Regions from separate parts of the Hordeum vulgare genome. Here region 1 is linked to region 2. The links are chromatin contacts, called in public Hi-C maps. All regions are on one chromosome and are shown on one strand. The core of a region is the stretch at or near the end of the contact, and the rest is flanking DNA. Distances in the headings are between cores, read along the strand shown. Region 1 holds the start of LOC123444380 (probable glutamate carboxypeptidase LAMP1). Region 2 holds the start of LOC123444379.

The links. A called contact is a pair of places that touch in the nucleus more often than the background predicts.
Region 1: a Hi-C map of seedling shows a contact between it and region 2, with 3 times the contacts expected there. The contact joins the promoter of LOC123444380 here to the promoter of LOC123444379 in region 2. A contact is called at or near these places in 2 of 6 Hi-C or Micro-C datasets (leaf and seedling).

The regions. Positions count from the first base shown.
Region 1 is chr3H:480,489,646-480,493,173 of MorexV3_pseudomolecules_assembly, forward strand. LOC123444380 (probable glutamate carboxypeptidase LAMP1) reads left to right here and starts at 1,559. Exons shown (of 12, transcript XM_045121073.1): 1 at 1,559-2,701; 2 at 2,804-2,871; 3 at 3,185-3,266; 4 at 3,362-3,454. The coding sequence starts at 1,610.
Region 2 is chr3H:479,917,706-479,921,060 of MorexV3_pseudomolecules_assembly, forward strand. LOC123444379 reads right to left here and starts at 1,584. Exons shown (of 3, transcript XM_045121072.1): 1 at 1,446-1,584; 2 at 286-349; 3 at 1-184. The coding sequence starts at 1,531.

The DNA of each region.
Region 1 (3,528 bases), core at 309-2,808, 570 kb after region 2:
ACATGGCAAGGTTCCAAATATGGCAAGTTACACTTGGGGCATTACACAATACCTCCAAAAGCTTTAGAAAATTGCCGCCGAGCCCGAGCACGTGCCCCAGGGTGCCCACATGGTAAATTCGCCCTTGCATTTAACTCCTCGTTGGGTTCGACACTCTTACTTATCAAAAAATGCTACAAGCGATCCCTTACACTTGTGGGTTGTTAGCTGACACTCGAGCGGAAGAAGGAGATGGCCGGCATTGCTGCCCACTAGCAGGCCGACAAGCAGACGGAGGACGTCGACGCCTCAATGAAGGACACGACTAACAATGACCCAATGCTGCCCTCATCTTCCTCCTCCGCCTCGCCACCCTTTTCCTCCATCATGCCTTCCTCGTTGGTGCATTGCACCATGACCATCTACGAGGCACGTGCCCATTACATGGACATGGTGTGGGAGGAGCCGCTCTGGGAGGCGCGAGATGACGCTGCCTACAAACACCTCCTCCTCGAGGAGCACCTGCAGACGGAGGAGCGGCTCGGTGTTGGCAGGGCGGTCGCACCCTTCACGGACCTGGCAGAGCAGGAGGCGCTGCTGGAGTCCTACCACTCCATCTGCTAGATTCGCCTCGACCATTGGCGGTACCGGCAACGTTGGCGGAGGTGGTGTCCGCGGCCAAGGACGGCAACGAGGAGGAGGGTGTGTCGTCGTTCGGCTAGACCAGCGACGATGAGGAGGACAACACCGAGCCCCCCCCCCCCAACGGAGCCGACACGTCCACACACGCTGCCGCACCAACGAGGAGTAGTGCACAGGAGGTCGCATCTGCTCTGTAAGGCCATCGCTCCTTCCTTCCCGTTGATGCCAAGCTTGGTGGGTTGAACAACGTCGGTTGATTAATCGCTTGGCGGCGACGTGGAGGTGGGCATCTGTGCTTGACGGGTCTCCAGAGGAGGAGATTACGGAGGCGGAGCTGCACAAGGCAAAGCTTCAATTCTTGGGTTTCATGGCTGGACATGGAGAACGGGCGTCGGCAATAATTTAAATTAGGTATTAATTATACCTTTAGAGTCAGATTAGGATGTACATGTAATGAAATACATCGTGTTTGCATGAAATTCGGCTCGTTTGAGTTGTTATCAAAATGTATATGGCTACAGTTGAATATCGTTTTTTCGCATTCGTGTCCGCGGACTGATCCCTTGTGCATGAACGGATGCGGAAATGAATTTATGAGTTGCCGATGCCCTTATATTATGGGACGGAGGGAGTAGGATAGATGAGTATGTTCATAAGTTTCCAATTGTTTTTACGTTGTTCTAAAAAAAAGTTTTTACGTTAATACTACTAACGAATTTAAAATCCTTGGAGCGCAATAGAGCCTCAAATAATTGTAGCCATAAACACAGGTCCAATCCGAATCAATCCACGATTATTCGAACGCATTTTATATATAGAAATAGACCCAATAAAAAAATATCATTCGACGAACCACACGTCACGCTGTACCGACAGCGAAATATAGTAAAAGAAAAAGGCAGCCAAAGATATACTCCTATATAACGTACGTATATACTAAAACGTATCAGCGGAAGATAGGAAAACGCCACTCCACTCCACTCCGGCCATGCCGCACCACGCCAGCCGCCAGGCACTACCGGATTACCCCGCCTTGCCACTGCCGGACGCCGCCGCCATGCCGCCTCCGCACGGCGAAGACGACTCCTCCGCGCTTAAACCGCTCATCCCCATGGACCCCACCCCTCCTCCTCCCCGCCGGGCGACCGCGAGGCTCCACCTGCTCCCTCTCCTCGTCGGCGTGTTGTTCGCCACCTACTACCACCTCCTCGTCGCGCCCGCCGCGTCGTACTACCAGTCCCTCTTCCTCTCGCTGGGCTCCAACGACACCGCCGCCGCGCACCTGCGCGCGCTCACCGTCCGGCCCCACCTCGCGGGCACCGAGGCCAACGCGCTCGCCGCCGACCACGTCGCCTCCACGCTCTCCTCCCTCTCCTTCCCCACCCGCGTCACGCCCTACGACGTCCTCCTCTCTTACCCCGTCAGCCGCTCCCTCTCCCTCTCCGCGCCAGGCCGCAACGCCACCGCCTTCGCGTTGGTCCAGGACACCTACCCCGGCGACCCCTACGCCGCGGCCTCGGCGGAGGTCGTCCCCACCTTCCTCGCCTACGCGGCGTCCGGCTCGGCCGCCGCCGAGGTGGTCTACGCCAACTACGGCCGCACGGAGGACTACGCCTACCTCGCCTCCCGCGGCGTAAACGTCACCGGGAAGGTCGCCCTCGCGCGCTACGGCAAGGTGTACCGTGGCGACATCGTGAAGAACGCCCGCGACGCTGGCGCGGCGGCGGCGGTGATATTCACCGACGCCAAGGACTACACGCCGGGGAAGGCCTTTCCGGACGGGCCGTGGATGCCGGCGACGGGCGTGCAGGTGGGGAGCACGTTCAAGGGGGTGGGGGACCCCACGACGCCGATGTGGGCGTCGTCGGAGGGGTGCGAGCGCGTGAGCGTCGCGGAGGCGATGGCCACGGACGACATGCCGGGGGTACCGGCGCTGCCGGTGTCGGGGAGGGACGGGGAGGCGATACTCCGGCTCACCGGCGGGGATGTCGCGCCAAAGGATTGGCAAGGCGGCGACGGCGACGGCGTGCCGGTTTACCGCCTCGGGCCCGGGCCGGCGGTGCTCAATCTGACCTATACAGTAAGTAAAGTTGCTGTCAAGGAGATGAGATAGTGTCTGCCTATGCTCTTTTGGGTTCCACTTCCTGACTGACTTGAGTGATGCTTGTGTGTTTCTTTCCAGGGGAATGAGACGATAGCTACTATTCAGAATGTCATTTCAGTGATTGAAGGGAAAGAAGAACCAGACAGGTAAGTAAAGCTCGCCACGTTTCTCCCTTTTCTGGACAAACCGCTCACCGTTTGCCATACGCTTCACTTCAATGGGGATTCCACTTCAGTGCCCAACAAACCCCGGCCCCTACTCTCAGCAAGAAATTCAGTATAATATATATTTTTTTAGAGGTTCCATTAAAAGACTAAATACAGATGTATGTAGACATACTTTAGAGTATAAATTTATTCATTTTACTCTGTATGTAGTCCTATATTAAAATCTGACTTGTATTTAGAAACAAAGGGAGTAGATAACTACATATCCGGTAATAATCATCACCACATACAGGTATGTTATTCTTGGCAACCATCGCGATGCGTGGACATTTGGGGCAGCTGACCCAAACAGCGGAACGGCAGCCTTGCTTGAGGTATGGCAAATTCAGTTGCTCTATGCCACCCCTTTGTTTTAGTCTACTAATGATCTGGAGGAACACATTGACTTCTTAATTACCACTGAATGTAGCTAGCTCAAAGGCTGTCTAAGCTACAAAACAAGGGTTGGAGACCTCGTCGAACCATCATTTTGTGTAATTGGGATGCCGAAGAGTACGGATTGGTCTGTCTCTCTCTCTCTCTCCCTCCCTCTTCCTTGGACTATTATCAAGCAGGTCACCTGTCCTTTTCATACTA
Region 2 (3,355 bases), core at 334-2,833:
ACTTCTTTGAAATTTGCTCGAAGAAGTCATCGCTTGGAGTAACAGGAACGAGATAATTTCCAAACAGAGAATCAAAGCTTTTGAAGCTTCCAAGGCATCCCTCGTGCTGTGCTTGAAGGACAGCAAATTGCTTTGCCTCTCTAATTTTGTTGAGATCCACTCTCGCTAGCGGTGTGCCTGAAACCTGGAAAGGTGATGTTAACATCAAGAAAGGATGTTAGGAGAAATCAAGAAAGATGAGAGAAGTATAAATTGCCAATCAACGTGTCAGGAATTTGAGCATACCGATGTATTGGATGATGCCGCCACTTTGTCCTTATCAACAGCAGTTTGAGAAGGAGGTCTACTCCTGTGTTCCAAAGCACAACAACAACATATTTACCATACTAGACAAGAAAGTAAACTGATGAGAAATTACAGTCAGCAGAAAGGCATGGCTGCTGCAGTCAACAGAACAAAATCGCTGCTCTTAGTAACCAGTGCGTGCAAAGCAAAAATGAATTGCAAAAAAGAATGAGTAAGGAATAAAAGGTTAAATGCACAATTTTCTGTATGGTATAAAATATTTTCATGCTGACTGTCAGTGCATCAAGTCATCAATTAGCATACGGTTGGTGCTATTCTCAATTCAGGCAAGGTACCCTCTAGTGCGTTCAGGTTGATAATGTCATTGAACCCAACGCTTACAATCACATACAGACACACAATGTAAAGTTAACTAACTGAATAGCTAGTTTGGTTCGATGAGTTAATGGTGGTATTGATTTGTCATAGCTATCCACAAAGGATCTACAGAACGTGAGATTGACTGCACCCAACCCAAGTTTTCAATTACAATGCACGGTCAGAGGAGTTGGACGAACAGAACCCTGAGCAAAATAGTGATTGCAATAGGGGCAGTTGATTTTCAAGCGTCAGAAAGAATTCACCACTGGGTACGCGAGAGTTGCTCGTTCTGTCATCAAATTACCCACTCCTCCACTCAATTGTGGTTGATACCCCAACCCAGCATATTGCCTGAAAAATTATATGTCCGGGACAGAAATGCAAAAGCGACCGATATTCGCCTCAATCAACAAGGTCCCTCTGGGAATATCGAGACTTTTGCCCAAAAATAGATAAACAAGCACATTGCCACATTCCAAAGCCCCTTTCAAAGAACACCAAAACCTAACGTACAGCGGTGCTCGGTGACAGGATCAGCTAGTCGGCAGGCTAGTCCGGAATCTTTACCTAAAAGAACACTACACCTGTAGCCACCCCACACCACTGGCACGCCCCACAACCAAGGTCGGAACCTTTGCGATTTCTTCCCAAAACTAAAGGACGGCGCAGCGGGATCGTGAGAGATTAGGCAAATCATCCATCAGATTGGGGAGTTGGAAGCACGCGGCAGTCACGCTGAGGATAATTGAAAGGGTAGCGCGGAAATGCGCGGAGGGTACCTCCGAGACGGTTCGATCTTCCGCCGCTTCGGTGCCGGCGGCTGCGCCGACGCCGGGGAACCAAGCTCCGCTTCCTCCGCCGCCATGGACTTCCAGTCTTGGTGGTTCGCAGGCCTGAGCCCACAAATACTTTGTTCGTCGGCCCGAAACGTAAGACCTCTTTGATAAAACTGCCTCTTTGATAAGTACGGCCCAATAAGTCCAGTAACAGAGCAATTGCGGACAATGCGGTTCTCCAAACGAATATCTGTTTCGGCTCCCGAGCTCATCTGATGAACACCGAGTTTAAAAAAAAATCCGACGAACACTAAAATAAAATAAAAATACTTCAAAAAAAATACTAACACAATTCGAAAAATTCCTGCTCCCTTCATTTTTAAATATAAGTATTTTTAGAGGTTTCAGTAGGATACTACATACGAATGTATATGGATATATTTTAAAGTGTAGATTCATTCATTTTGTTTCGTATGTATTCTTCTAGTGAAATATTTAAAATAAAAATATTTAGAAACAGAGGGAGTAGTTATTTTGCATGGGAAAAAAATAGTGCATGAGATCCGCGTCAAATTTCAACGCATTTAGACATCTAAACAGCTTTCAACAAAGAAAAAACCAAATAATAAGTGTCATGCAGTGTGACACGGAGCACACCGGCCATGTCGTTATTTAAAATTAAAGTTGCCATCCAAAAAAAAATCTAAAAAAACTGAAACTCTTCATCTGAAAAGAAAGTTTTCATGCTTAACAACTAAAGTTGGCATCCTAGGGCCACTAAACTTTCCATAAAACCGCTTTGAATTTGCCATGTGTTCATGCTACGTGTGGCACTTACCAGGGTGCACAAACAATAAACTTTTTCACAAACCCTAATTTTGTTGTTTGCTGAGAGCTGCTTGGATGTTCAAATGAATTGAAATTTTGATTTTACTGTTTATGGACAGGAGCAGATGTGCTTGGGAACCATTTAGCTGCTCTTTTATCCAACAACAAGAAGATCGAAGAACATAACATCCTTTTCACTCTAGCTATAGTATTGTCTACTTTCAAAATTTTGGTAAATCATTTTCCCAATTGTTGAGTCTTTTGATAAGATTTGTGCTGTTTTTTCTTCATCCGGTGTTGTTGCATGTCTTTTTATGCTGAAACTTTGACTTGCCAGTGTTTGGAATCAGTCGATTTTCTTATAGGCTCGAAGATCATTATCCAATTGTTTAAATTCTATGTGTTTCTTTTGTTATTTTTTATTTTCAACATGTTTTCCTTTTTCCTCTATGGGTATTTTTGAGCCGTTGGATGAGTGCAAATGCACACATACGAGTATTATGGAATAATTGTGTAAATTATATTAGTGTGCGGAAATTGCACTATTACATACTTGTTCTTTGTGTATTATAAACATTGCAACTTCAATGTAAAAGTTGTGTGCAACCTTTCTAAGTTTAATTTTATTTTCTTACTTCTAAATGGTAATATCAACGCCATTAATACATTATTTATTTTTTCTAAAAATGGATTTTTCTTTTAGTTTTTTTACTTTCTTTCTTAATTTCGATGTCACTAATTCATTTCTTCTTAGAAAACTATTTATTTAAAAATTAACTATTATATTATTATTTTGCATATTATAAAGAAACAAAATGTATCCATAAATTTTATCGTTATTTCTTTTCTTCTTCTTCAAGGGTAATACCAATGCCACTAACTCATCATTTCCTCAAAAAACATCATTTTTTGTGTGTGCAAGTATACATGCAATACTCCCTCCGTCCTAAAATAAGTGTCTTAAGCTTAGTACAATTTTGTACTAGATTAGTACAAAGTTGAGACAGTTATTCTGGGACAGAGGGAGTACTATGGAATGTGTATGTAAATTATACTAGGGTGTGAAAATTATGATATTAGTGCTC